Linked DNA regions of Solanum lycopersicum: region 2 is linked to region 1. A link is a contact called in public HiChIP or PLAC-seq data. All regions are on one chromosome and are shown on one strand. Each heading gives the region's core, a stretch centred on a gene start, on an enhancer-like site or on the middle of the called end of the contact. The rest is flanking DNA. Distances are from core to core; before and after follow the strand shown.

Region 1 (7,401 bases), core at 1,626-4,125:
ATGCATGGGGTTCTCTGTTTTTTCTCAATCAGCAGTGCGGCAGTAATTTATACTGTACCTGCAGGAAGGGGAAAAATATAAAGTGAGAAAATAGATGCCGCTCAATAGTCCTTTTTTCACATAAGAGGGTGGGAATGAGGGAACTAAATGGAAGACTTCATGAACTCTTCGGCATTACAGTTGATGCCGTAAGATGGAGCTTGCCTTCACGTCTTTGTAATAAGGTCTTCTCCGAAGCTAATAGGAACCATTCCTCAGCTTATTTTTAGAATGCTAATTCAATTGAATTTGCACCATGTAGACAGACTTTAGGATGTAAATGAGTAAACGAATTGGATGGTCCAGTTATGCAATTAATTCAAGCAATTAAATGTAAGTAAGAGCCTCAACTAGATGGGAATTTATTCTCCAAAAAGGATGAGGGCCATGAAGATTTAGTAAATAACGTTGTCTGATTCCCAGGCACTGTAATTTTAAGCATTCAAAAAATGGCTGGACTGATGTGGTGTAATAAGTAATTATTTGCAATTGTATACTAATTTGCCATTGCTAGGAGCCCTCACCCTCTTGTCGTTTTAAGAAAAGGAAATGCTTGAACTGGTCATGATGACTAGCATGCAACCATTATAAACTAAATAGCACTTCTTTGTGATATTTGATATTTTAATCTTTGACGGTTAAATTGATTTTCATCTCCTGTTTGGACCTCTATATGAACTGGCATTAGGTGCTATAATACAGCGAATGGAGCTGATAATAGAGGTCAAGGTAGTCCTAAAATCACATTGAGAAAAGTTATCAAAGACCTATATCTCTCTCTGAGTCAGTGCACGTCTTAGCTTAGGAACATAATACAATTGAAGTGAAAACATCTATCTAGGCTATAACAACTTGTAAAAAAATGTTCGGTTCTTACATTTCGCTCGGTCCTATATGTGCCTGGAGTTTTTCTTATTTTGTTTAAGAAACATTTATGTCCTAGTGGAAATATGAGATCAGGAAAACCTCAAGGATCCCTTAAAATGCAAATTATTTTATATTGGAGTAAAGTAGGCTTGATATGAGAGGAATAGGTATGGTCGAGAGCTAGTATAGGAGTGAGATATAGTTGATTGATTTATTCATTGCGGTAAAGTAAAATGCCAGGGACAATTATTTCATTTGTTTTTGTGGAGTAAGTATATTTCTGTAACCAATATGATTTGGTATGGTATACTCTGTGTGTAGTTAATTGTCTGTAGGATGAGATCATACAAGTTAGTAAAGCTCAAACAAAATATGTAAAGAATGTAGTTGTATTCTGCTTATGGATGGGGTTCACATTACTTGATACCTGTTATTTAACGTGTCTGTAAGCATTTGACCTCTTTTATGCTGTGAAGCATTTAGTGGCCGTGTGACCAAGAATATTTTACTTCTTCAAAATTGAATTCAGGGAATCATGTTTGGTCATAAAATTTCAGAAAATTCCAGAATTCAACTCGACACTTCACAAGTTGAATTCCGGAATTTGAAAAGCACCAGAAAGTTTTTTACCTTTTTCACTCCAAATCATGCACAAAAGTCCAAAAACAACTCCAATTTGTATTCAGGTCAACTCCAATTTCCAAATGCCATTTTTCACTTTGAAAACAAAAACCACTTGTTTCATATTTCACAATTTTCATGGCCAAATCACACCAACAAATTATGCCTGGATTCAGGATTATATTGACCCAAGAGCACCTGGATTTTGACTTAAATTCTTGCTGTGAATTCCTTGAAATTCTAGTGGACCATTTTTTTTTTGATGAACCATTTCTGCCCTTGGTACGTTCTACGCAGTCTGGGACATTTACACACGATGCTCCTCCCTATGAACAAAGTTATTTAATAAATCTTGAAATAACATTATTCTTATGGGGCTTTGGGATTTCAGAAGCCTCTTAGATATTCCAGTCAAAATAGAACTAGCTAGGGGCACATGATGTTAAATTGCCAAGTAACTCGACTCTCTAAACCTTGATGAGAATTTTAGCAGCGATTCTCTACTAATATCTCGGACTCCTTATATTCACAGAGCACCAGATTGGAAGGTGCCAACAGCTTTCATATATGGACATGAAGATTGGATGGATTACCGAGGAGCGCAACAGGCAAGGAAGAATATGAAGGTTCCATGTGAAATAATTAGGGTCCCTCAGGTTCTCTTTCTTTCCTTTTCCTGCCCCCCTTCAGAAAATAATCTTATTTCTGATTATTGTTTCCCGAAACTACATAGTAGTATAAAGTGAAGCACCAGGGATAATCCCTAGTTACTGGCAAAACCCTTCTCGATCTTGCAGGCTGGTCACTTTGTATTTATGGAGAACACATCCGCATTCCACTCTGCTGTACTCTATGCTTGCCGTAGATTTGTATCACCACAGAAGGACAATGACTCGCTTCCTGAAGGCGTGGTATCTGTCTGAATGAGACACATCGCGGTGATGTGTTCATTGTGTGGGGTATAGGTTGAGATAAGTGTACAATAGATAACATTGGTTTATGTTCTCTCAAATGAGTTTACTGGTCTGACTAATATATCCTTAAAATTTCTCAGAACATAAAGTCAATATCCTCAAGAAGCCATGAATGGGCAGCATTCTTTTCTGCCGCTCCTTGCTTGTAGGAAGTCGATGTACAGATAGCTGAATGGTTTATGTTCTTGAAACTACATTCTGTTTTTATGTGAAATAGTGAAATATTATATGTCAATAGTTGCTAAATGAACAAGATAGTGTGTAAATAAAATTTGAATCAACTAGTATGTCAATTCCAGTTATACATGGTTCTGGTATGCTTTGTCAAGAAGTGAAGTTACTACTCTGTTATTCAAAATAAGACAGTCAGTCACAAGTGCCATATTAGGTGTCAACAGGGCCCAATTGTTCTACGTCCATTGGTTGAATCAGCCGAAGGATATCTACAATGCTTTCCATAAAGAGCTTATTTACATGAATGGCTTCGTAGAACGTGTATATTGAGTGTAATATAAATTTTGTAAATAATAGTTATTATATTTCCGTAAAATTTTGAATAGGTAATTAAATAAAAAAAGTAAAATAAAACACGCCTAATCATTTCTACTTCCTATACCGAACATGTAACAATACAAGATTTTCCATCTTAATTTCTAGGGATAATGCCCAAGTACCCCCTCAACCTATACCCGAAATCTCAAAGACACACTTATACTATACTAAGGTTCTATTACCCCCTGAACGTATTTTATTGATAATTTTTTACCCCTTTTTAGCTTACGTGGCACTATCTTGTGGGTCCAACGATGGTTGACTTTTTTTTTTGAACTAGTGCCACGTAGGCTAAAAAAAAGTAGAAAATTACATATAAAATAAGTTCAGGAGGGTAATAGGACCTTAGTATAGTATAAGTGTGTCTTTGGGATTTCGAGCATAGGCTGAGGGGATACTTGGATATTTTCCCTAATTTCTACATAAATAATTATCAATAAAAAAAATGAAGTGCAAACTTTTGTAAATGACCAATGTGAATTGCCATATGATGACATGTTTATCGAGGTCAAAATGATTAATATCATATGAGATACAAATATTACAATTAAACTTTATATCAGGGTGAAGATAATATTTCTTTTGTAGCTTTATTATATTCTTCAATCACTATTATAATTTATAGTTGTGTGTCGTTTGTTGAGTTGATATCACATTTTCTCAGTTGATCAAACTTTACATTTTGTTATCCTGTTATAATTTTGTCTATGACTATACATTATTTATATGGAAAAATCACACTACATATATATATTTAAGAGACAATCTAACATGTTTTAAATCTACTTTTTATATATTGCTATTCATAACAATTTAATTGTGAGTTATAGCATATCATTTTTTATATGTAAATTTATTTATTTTATTTTTTTAAATAACCCATATTTGTATCATATCGACATTTTTTATAGTACTATTTTCAAGCTATAGCATTAGAGTTAGACTTTCAATATATATCATTAAATATTTCAGGCTATAACATATTGCCAAAAAAAAAGGAATAAACAAAGAAACGTTTCTAAAAAAATAAAAAATTAATAATAAAAAAATATATATGGGGGTTAATTTAATTTGAATTGATAATAGATAATCAATAATTAACACGATTCAAGGAATTCAAAATAATTAATATTATCCGATTTCGTTAAAACGATCAAATCAATTAAAATTAATTTAAATTCTGATTTTATTTTTTATCACGTTTCTCTCTTCTTCAAATTTCTGCAAAATTATTCTTAGTGTTGCGTAAGTGAAGTTTTTTTTTCTTGAAAAAAATCTTGATTTTGTTGTGGTGGAAGATGGGATCCTTCAGGTTGGTATTTTTTGTTCTGAAAGTATATAATAATTATAATAAGAAAACAGAGAGAAGAGAAGACTTATTATTTCTCTTGAGAGATGATTTTACAATGAAAAGGACCCCTCTATTTATAGGAAAAATCTAACTTGGTTCACAAGTAGGCCTCTTACCATATTTTAAAAGGACTCCACATGATAGACATTCACTATAATACAAATACTTTATAACACTCACCTTGAATGTCTAATTCATAGATGATGTGCCTCGTCAAATACAATCTTACTAAAAAAAACTTTAAGAAAAGAAAAAATTTAGTACATGAAAAGAGTACACATGTGTATTAGTACGTATCTAGGTTGCCTCATTAAAAACCTTACAAGGAAAAAAGAGTACAACACATTAATACTCCCCCTAATGAGAACATCAATCAGAGTCTTGAAACCTCGTGTTCCAAGCTTGTGCACCATCTTCCTGAAAATTGCAATTGGTAGAGACTTGGTGAATAGATCAGTCACATTGTCACTTGAACAAATCTATTGCACATTTATATCACAATTCTTTTGAAGTTCATGTGCATGAAAAATTTTTGGTTAAATTTGCTTTGTTCTATCTCTTTTTATGAATCCTCCCCTAAGTTGTGTTATGCATGTTGCATTATCTTCATACAAAGTGGTGGGGACTTTATCACACTCCAAACTAGATTTTTCTCGAATGAAATGTATCATATACCTTAACATCATAAATTCTCTACTTGCTTCATGAATAGTTATTATTTCATCATGATTAGATAAAGTGGTTGCGATGGACTGCTTTGTAGATCTCCAAGATATGACAGTCCCTCCACATATAAACACATAGCCTGTCTGGGATCGAGCTTTGTGTTGATCAGATAAATATCCTGCATCAGCATAACCAACAAGATTGGGGCTACAATTATTAGAATAAAATAAGCCCATATCAGTTGTCTCTTTAAGATATCACAAAATGTGTTTGATGTCATTCCAATATCTCCTAGTAGGAGTAGAACTATACCTTGCTAACAAATTAACAACAAAAGCTATATCGGGCCTTGTAGTATTAACAAGATACATTAGTGCACCAATTGCACTAAGATATGGTACTTCAAAACCAAGAGTTTCCTCATTCTTTTATTGAGGTCGGAATGGATCCTTATTTATATAAAGGGAACGAACAACCACCGAAGTACTTAATGGATGTGCTTCATCCATACAAAATCTTTTCAACACTATTTCTGTGTAGGCAGATTGATGAACAAAAACACTATTTGTCAAATACTCAATTTGCAAACAAAGACACAATTTTGTTCTTCCCAAATCTTTTATATCAAATTCATTCTTTAAATAATAAACTGTCTTTTGAAGCTCTATTGGATTTTCAATAAGATTTATGTCATCAACATAAATAGCAAGTACAATAAATTCCGATATTATTTTCTCTATAAAGACACATGGACAAATTTCATCATTTGTATAACCTTCCTTAATTAAATACCCACTAAGACGGTTATATCACTTGTGTACAAATTTCTTCAAACCATATAATGATCTTTGCAATTTAATTGAATACATTTCTCGAGATTTTGAATTACATGATTTAGGCATCGCAAATTCTTCAGAAATTTTCATGTATATCTCATTATCATGTGATCCATAAAGGTATCTTATAACCACATCCATCAAATGCATTTCAAGTTGCTCGTGGACTGTGAAACTAATGAGATAACGCAATGTTATTGCATCCATAACGGGTGATTATGTCTCTTCATAATCGACGTCAAGCCTTTGAGAAAATTCTTGTGCCACAAGGCGTGCTTTATACCTTTGTATTTCATTTTTTTTATTTCTTTTTCTCACAAAAATCCATTTGCAACCAACAAATTTAATATCATTAGGTGTTTGACTATAGGTCTAAAAACTTCACGCTTAGCAAGTGAATTCAACTTTGCCTGAATTGCTTCTTGCCATTTTGGCCAATAATTTCTTTGTTGATATTCTATAATAGATTGAGGTTAAAGATCCTCATTATCTTACATTATATTTGTTGCAACATTAAATGCAACGATATAAAAACTGTTATTTCTGATCGATTCAAATTAGTTTTAACATCTCTTAAATTTATGAATTGTTCATTATTTTCTTCAGTTTCAAGTTCATTGATTCTTTTATGAATATCAGAATTATTCAAATTTTGAACTTCCATATGAGATTCTTTCATAGAGTCATCTTGGCATTTAATCTTTCTTTTTTCTAGGATTATGATCCTTAGAACTCAATGGTCTACCACGCTTTAGAAGTTCTTTTGACTCATTAGCTATGACACTAGTGGATAGTTGTATAGGGATATCAATTCGAATTGGGACATTCTCTGCAGAAATATGTGATTTAGTAATCCTTTTCAAATCTGTAAATGCGTCAAGCATTTGATTTGCAATTTTCTGCAGATGAATAATCTTTTGTACTTCTTGCTCATAAATAGAAGAATATGGATCAAGATGAGACAAAGAAAATTTTTCCACAAAATTTTCTCATTTTATTTCACTATTCTCTTCCCCTTATTTTGGGAAAATTGTCTCATCAAACCGACAATCTACAAATCGAGCAGTAAACATGTCTCCAATCAATGGTTCAAGATAGAGAAAAATGGAGGGTGACTCAAACCCAACATATATTCCTAACCTTCTTTGAGTGTCCATCTTAGTACGGTTTGGTGGTGCCCCATGCACATGTATAACACATCCAAAAATTCTTATATGGGATACATTAGGTTCTTGACTCATATCCAATTGCAATGGAGAAACATTATGATAATTTATCGATATGAGATGAATAAGTGTTGCAGCATGCGAAATTGCATGTCCTTATATAGAAGTGGGCAACCTAGTTTTCATAAGCAATGATCTTGCTATTAATTGCATACATTTAATTAATGACTCAACAAGATCATTCTTAGTATGGACATGATCAACACAGTGTTCAACTCTTATTCTAATTGCTAAACTATAATCATTAAATAATTGAGATGAAAACTTTG
Region 2 (7,401 bases), core at 1,948-4,447, 170 kb after region 1:
AAATAAAAAAATGAGTTGGATATATGTCCAACATGGCAACTAAAGCCCATAAGGACATGTTTGGACCAAAAGTTGGACGGTGAGGGCATGAGTGAACCAAACTTTAAACGGAGGGTATATCTAGATCTTTTCGAATAGTGTAGCGGCATATTTGACCCTTTTCTCTTAAAACAAATATCCATGTAGGTGTATATTTGATCCTTTTCACATGTATTTTTTTGGACCTTTTAGATTCAATGACTAATTTGAATTTGTTATTTCAATGATTAAATTTATTCTTTTTACTAACTTTCTTGTACAATTTATCATTGATACCCCAACCTTTTTTTACAAACACAAAAAAATTACATTAGCCGCAAAAAAATTTCTAAATATTTTCATACTTTTTCTCTTTCTCCATTCACACTTTTTTCATTTTATTTCATATATTTTTAGACAAAAGAAATTCTAAAAAATTAAGATAAGAATAAGAAACTCGAATAATGAAAATCAAAGAAGTTGAAAAAAATATCATGTGTGAAGGATCATATATACCCCTACATGTTTTTTTGAAAGTTAAAAATCAAAATAATAAATTGAAAATTAGCTCATCTCATTTGTTATATGAATAAGGTATATGTGAGTCACTTTTGTAACAGTACGCATATATGTGAGTGATTTTGTAATGGTAGGGGCATATGCCAACCACTTTTGTAATGAGAGGTATATCAACTATAAAAAGCAAAATTGAGGAGTATATCAGATCATTTTCCCTAAAAGAGTAAAAACATTAATGCTTAGATTATTCTAGACTTCTATTTAGGTTTTAGATTACTGGGCATCAGATAGCCTTTCTTATTAGGGGTGGGTCATCAGATTGGATTTTGGGTCTTCAAATTCAAGAGATTACATTTAAATAAGTTTGGATTGGGTCAGTTTTTTGACGTTCGGATTGGATCAGTTTATATGTTCGTCTTCGGATTAATCAGTTTGGTTAATTTGGATTTTCAATTTTGAGCCTACAAGTTGAATTAGTTCTTCTTCTTCCTACAAAAATGAACATCCAAGTACCCTTTGGGGTGACACAATGGTTTGGGCGTCTCAAGTTCTAAACCCCTTGCTAGCAAAAGCAAGAGGTTTGCCTTTTGGGTCAAGGTCGTTGCACCGGGATTGCCTAGTGCGGGTTACCTATCCTATGTGATTTGCGAGTTATTACATAAGAGCGTTTTTTACCCTGTGTGCACCAATAGGGTAGCGGCTGCTAGTTTCGCTTGTCATAAAAAAAATTAAAAATTGAACATCCAAATACAATATTCATGCCAATCTGTCATGATGATTCCCCATGCCAAGTATTGAGGTCTGAGATTGATTGGTCTAAACATAGTAAAAATCATGTCTAAATAGAAAATATTTTAACAGATGATTTAATATTTTGGATTTTCAAATATATCAAAAATTCGAAGCTATCCAATCCATAATGTGAAAATCCCAACCAAAAATCTAAAAAAATCGGATTTCGGATTTGCCCAAACTATACCCATCCCTATTTCTGATACATTAGGTTCTTGTGATTCTCATCATTGGCTTACACATGAGATTTTTCTTTAATAATGCAGAGTACTTGGTCATTCTTAGACTGCCATTTCAATTGAGACATAAAATACAGTTTTAGTTTAACTCTTTACATCTAAAATGGGACACTACTCTTGTGCATAAAGTTAGGGTAGATGACTTCCCTTTCAGCACCTATGATACTACAGTCGAAAAAAAATCTTGCCTTTCAGTTTTTGAATTTTTTTAGTTGTTTGTCTTTCTGGTGCCCCATGTCAGTACACTCTACAAGGATGGGGAGCGGCCTTGGTTCTTGGTATAGAATCAAGCATGCTTTGATCAGTTTCTAAATTTTGCTGGAGAGGTGATTTTGTTGGTTAAATTGATCTATAAAGCGGTTCTCGGCCATTTACATTTTTGTCAAAAGTCCTTCTGATGAGGAAACACTGAGAAATGTTTGACAAAGAAAGAGCAGTAAACTCAAAGAAGAACCTGTTAAGTGGCAGCTTCTTATTCTGGCATGAATTTCCATGTGAAGTTATAAGCTTCCAGATGATGCCTACTTCCCTGTCCCACATTATTCCAGAATTGACCATTTTGTTAGAAGAATGTTTTTTTTTCAACCTAATTTTGGTAATTACACCTGTTAAAGAGAGGAAGAACTTGCAACAGAATATGGTTTGTTCATTTGTCAGATTTCATAGTTAAAGTGTTTAATTCAACTGCTTCATTCTTTCAGGTATGACCAATGTTATATGTCATGAGAAGTTCAAGAGATGCATAAAGAAAGTGCAGAAGTCCGGGAAGGCCGGGTTTACTAGAGATTGCCCCTATGATGTAGCTGTTCCAACGATGGTACAGGGTATGGACATGGCTATTTTGTTTAGCCAACTTGGAAACTCGAAGCTTGAACTTTGATCATTTCACTCTGATAGTGAGAAACCGTATACTTGAAATGCTTGCATTAACCATTCCTTGCTGATTCAATTGTACAACAGGAATTTTATTCATCTCTTTTTAGGAGCTTTTCCTTTTTTAGATGTCCATTTTGTATTAGCGCCAAAGACGTAGCTATTCCATTGTTAAGGTTTATCAGTGGAGGTTTCTGTATGTCTAATTGGTACCACTGTTCATTAGTGGTTTTTGAATAGGAAGAGACTTGACAAATTCATGTTGATTGGCTGCTGGATAAGCTGCATATTCGAGACACCTGCTAGTTTTGCTGAGATTTAGAGGAATGGATCAGATTTGCCCCTCTACAACAATAACAATTTATCCAGTATAATCCCATATTTGCCACTCTGTTGATAAACATAATATATATTGAAGATTTGTTATACTTATAATCTACCTCTGATTTGTTATACTTATAACCCTACCTCGTGGAGGTAGAAGTTGTTTTTGAAAGATCTAGATTTGCCTTTATTGAACTTATCATTACCTTGTGGAGGTAGAAAGGTTATTTTTGAAAGACCCAAATTTGCATCTGTTGATAAAAATAGTATATGTTTAACATGTGTTATACGTTGCGAACAAAAACATCTCTATCCTTGAGAGTGTTGTTAAAACAATACCTCCATTATTAACAAAGCTCATGGTGGCAAGGATCTAGCTATTATTATCTAATGTGGATTGTCATTTTGTGTAAGTTGGAAGCCACATGAAATGCCGTCACACCATTGTACCCCGATTTTACCCTTCCCCAAATATCTACTCCTCGATTGTTACCACTTAATGTTATTGATACTCCATCCTTGGTACCAAAAACATAGAAGTCAAGGTTCATGTCGTACATCCCTTTTTTGCCCATTCATGTTCTCAAGGTCTGAAATCACTCCTAGAAACTTTCCGTTTATATCCCAAATTATTCTAACCTATAGAATATTTAGTTAGTATCTTTTTAATTGTGGTTTTTTTTATAAAAAGAAACAAGTGAAAAGCTAAAAGATATTTGTTTTGGTACGCCAGAAAAATCTAAAAAGGATTACTATTTGAAAAAGCGACGCCACTTAAGTTTGCCAGGAGATGAAACTCCATATATGTATATGCACTTCCCAAGATTATTAAATCTTCATGTTTGTGTCCTTCATTGGCCATGAAATCATCACATTAATTCGCCCCTCTCCATATGTTTTTAGTCAAGGCCCTGTTTGGTATTCAATAAGATTTTACAATCTTCAATAATAACTCCAAGAGGATGATGTTGTATGTATTCATCCTTAATCAACTTACCAATGGTTAGGATCTGTTTCCACTACAACTTCTTAAAATTGTATTCCTTTAGCTGCAGTGATCCTTTCAAGCCTCTAATTTGTTCACAATCATATTTATTTTATCTTGGTATATTCAAAGAGTAAGGGTTATAAACAATTCATCGCATATTAGTTTTATAGACACTTCGAGATCACAAGCTCTATTCTATGTTTTCTAAGAGTAAATTTTGGCTGAATTACGTGTCATTCCTAAGCCATGCCATTTTCAGTGAAGGTATCAAGGTGGATTCCCAATGACCGAGATAGTAAAGAATTAGTTTAGACCCATGACACTGATGAAGAGTGAGAGTTTCTTGATTTGGTTGGGTAATACAGAAGATTTGTACGAGGTTTTCCATATGTTTTTGCTTCATTGACCAAACTACTAGAAGAAGATCAATTTTCAATGGTCGGAAGCATATGAGAAAAGTTATGACGAGTTGAAACCCAAATTGACTATTGCCCAAGTATTGATCCTACAAGAAGGAACTGATGGGTTCATAGTATATTGTGATACTTCAGAAATTGGTCTGGAAGTGTCTGTTGTAACAGTAGAATGTAGAATCTTATTCTTCCAGAAAATTTATAACCATGATAAGAACAATCTGACCCACAACTTAAAATTAGAAGCAATGGTTCTTTCCAGTGGATCCTTTTGCAAGAATGGAATTAACCAAGTTATCTATACTAGAGTGAGGAATAAAAAGCAACAATCAACTAGTTGTTTTGATGTCCCATGATTACATTATCTTAGAGACAAATCGATAATTATTTTTTTTCCTATGTAGGATTTGAACCTAGGATCTATCGATTATCGTGCATATACTTTTGCTTTCTTTAGGAGGGTTTCTTGTCTTCTGAAAATAAATTTAATTCATTTTTCCGAAAATACTGGAAAAAGTCACTTCCTCCTTAAAAGCTAAGGAGAACCCTATTCATGTGCAATTGTTGTGTACTCCTATCTATTGTTGTTTCTAGCAAGAGAGGAAATCATATAATTCTTTATATCCTTGTATTTTCTTGCTCTTATGGATTCCCTAGGTTATGTGGTTATATTTCATGGTCGGACAGTGTCAAGGAAAAACACTTGACCTTTTTTGCCTTTGCGCCTTCTTATGGGAGCTCACTAAAATAAATCTTTTCACCATTTTTCTTTAGTAAGTTGTACTCATTGGTTTTGTTGACAAATGATTAGGAGAAGGATAGTGCATAATCCATAAATCTAATCATACTATAACTTCCAAGTGGTAGGCTTTATTCAATAGAATGTCAGCCTAAAATAGAGCTAGGGAATATATGAATCAATGTCCTCATCTTCTGAAGACCGAGCCGCTCCTGCAAAATTCACCAATCCCTAAAGATGTTATCCATATATTATGACTCAATTTTAAGTATATCCATAATGAAAGTCCAAACAATAAGACATCAAATTATATTTGTAGAGCACTTCTTTATTTAGGATCCTTATCTCCTATTTAGCCTGTGCCAGTAGTGATATCTTGATTCTAATACCTCTCCCACTGTAAGATTTTGGAAATTGTATAATTAAAAGGAAAGGAAAAGTCCTGATTTTTAGCTCTAAGTTAGTGACTACGAGTTATATGTACTCATCGTAGGAAGTCTTACAGGCCATAGAAGGGAAGTTGTACAGTTGAGTTAAGTTTTTTTTATAGAAAATTTAAGTACATAAAGTTTTATCTACGAGTATGCAGGACGAGTCATAGTAATTTGGATGGGCCGTAGATGGCACCCGTAGAAGTGATTCATACTTAGTGAATTTTGGGCTTGAACTTGGGTTCTACATAAGGGTTCTACAGACCATAGAATAAATGACGGGTCATATTGGTCTCATGGGAAGTGAATGGATTTTGGATTTCTGAAGTTGGTTATTACGGGCCGTAGGTCCTATGCATTGCAGATACAAACCGCAGAAGCCATCTGACATTTATTATTAAGCGTATTTGAGTCTTTCCTATGCATTTAATACCTACTACTATGTCGTTTCTAAGACCTAAACCTACCTTCCAACTCCCTAGTCTACTCATACCCTTTCATTCTCTCAAATCCCCAATTGTTATTCAAGTTTATCCTCTCCAATTCTCTCTCTAGATCAAGGAACAAACCTATGATTCAAGACTCAAATCTCATTTTCACTCCATTACTTTGGGGATTTGATCATCAAGGTATGTGTGGATTCACCAATGGATTATTCATCCATTGGGTCACTCAAAATCTCTAAGTTTCCAATTGAATTTCACCTAAATTGCTTAGGGTTTCATGTGATCTTCATGGGTCTTAATTGATGTTGATCTAATTGTTTAATTTCAGTCTTCCTATGTATGTTTTGATTAAACTACATAATTTCGAATTGACTTCTATAAGATCCATGCATCATTCATGATTTTTAGTTTGAATTTATGAAGAAAGCCCATGGAGTTACGAATATGAATTATGAGAGAGATGTTTATGATCTAAGGTTGTTTACAAGATGATTATCAATGAAATTATGAAAATATTTTTTCACATACTAAGAAATCATGATTGGTGAAAGGTTTTCTCACACTGTTTGAATCATGGTTTAGTGAGCTACTCTATCATGTCTTAAGCTTGGATTAGTGACTTAATTGTGACTTTCCATGTATGGTGATATGTTTATGAATATCACTATCCCATTGGGATTTTTACTTAGTACCAAGAGAATATTAAGATGGAGGCCTTCTTATTTGTATAGACCGAGTCTCTAGTAGCAATATCCTTGTCCCTAACTATGTACCCCATAGGATTGTCTTAGAAAGACACAACTAGTGGATCCACCTAATTTAGAAGTTCATTGTCCTTACCTTGGCAATTAGGAAATCTCCTTTTTATTATGGAAGCAAGACACCAGATTCCATGCTATTGCTCACAAGGTCTATGTCGGTTAACATAAATACCGCCAAATGAACTAAGTTACTTTTAAAGGCTTTATGAAGCTTTCATTATGATTTTAAGATGCATTAACTATGCTCATAATTTATGATTCTTCTTTGAAAGTTTACTATATTTAGCTTGGTCATGCATATCATGTTTTCCTTGATGTCCCTTTATGATCATGTTCAGATTTTTTTTCATATCCCTCATACTTGGTACATCCTATGTAATAAATCATACTTGTAAAAGTGTAGGGTTAGACACTTTTCTACTCCCACTCGTGGCTAGATACAAATTTATACCTATTGTGTTGGATTTGTGATTCCTCATATTTCGAGGGCAAGACCATGAAGACTTTACTTGTAAATGTCATTTAGCTTTGAGACTTTATATGTGATTTATGTGTTAAGTCTCGAACACTCTATTTATGTTTAATAAGGCTTCTCAACACTGAGCATATTCCACACTTATGATTCAAACTTCTCTTTATGATATGAGACTATTCACATTAATTCTACTTTTGTCTATTATTGTGTTGTATGCATGTGCAGTGGCTATTGTAGGTCTTTTAGGGGTCTTATAGGTCAAGTCACATCTAGGGTGTACTTAAGGTCATGAAAAATTTGTTATTTAGAGCACAAGGTTTAAGAAAAGGTCATAGAATGTTTGACGAGCCACGTTACTTAGAGTCAAATTCAGGAGTGCGAAC

The links. HiChIP or PLAC-seq counts read pairs in DNA pulled down with a chosen protein or histone mark.
Region 2: a contact with region 1 is called in an RNA polymerase II HiChIP or PLAC-seq map of leaf, with 4 times the contacts expected there. The contact joins two enhancer-like sites. A contact is called at or near these places in 3 of 8 Hi-C or Micro-C datasets (all in leaf) and 1 of 1 datasets of contacts at active chromatin or transcription factors (leaf).

The regions. Positions count from the first base shown.
Region 1 is chr7:38,274,621-38,282,021 of SLM_r2.1, forward strand. It overlaps LOC101264837 (probable 1-acylglycerol-3-phosphate O-acyltransferase), which reads left to right. Exons shown (of 8, transcript XM_069286829.1): 8 at 2,060-2,736. The coding sequence ends at 2,273. Among protein-coding and RNA genes, the nearest start is that of LOC101264837, 15 kb to the left of the region's middle. Within about 2 kb of position 2,876, at least 2 of the 2 cell types and tissues checked have open chromatin away from gene starts, as enhancers often do. A contact at or near this core is called in leaf, where this site is marked.
Region 2 is chr7:38,447,569-38,454,969 of SLM_r2.1, forward strand. LOC101265145 (probable phospholipase A2 homolog 1) reads left to right here. Exons shown (of 5, transcript XM_004243098.5): 5 at 2,270-2,876. The coding sequence ends at 2,448. Among protein-coding and RNA genes, the nearest start is that of LOC138337197, 15 kb to the left of the region's middle. Within about 2 kb of position 3,198, at least 2 of the 2 cell types and tissues checked have open chromatin away from gene starts, as enhancers often do. A contact at or near this core is called in leaf, where this site is marked.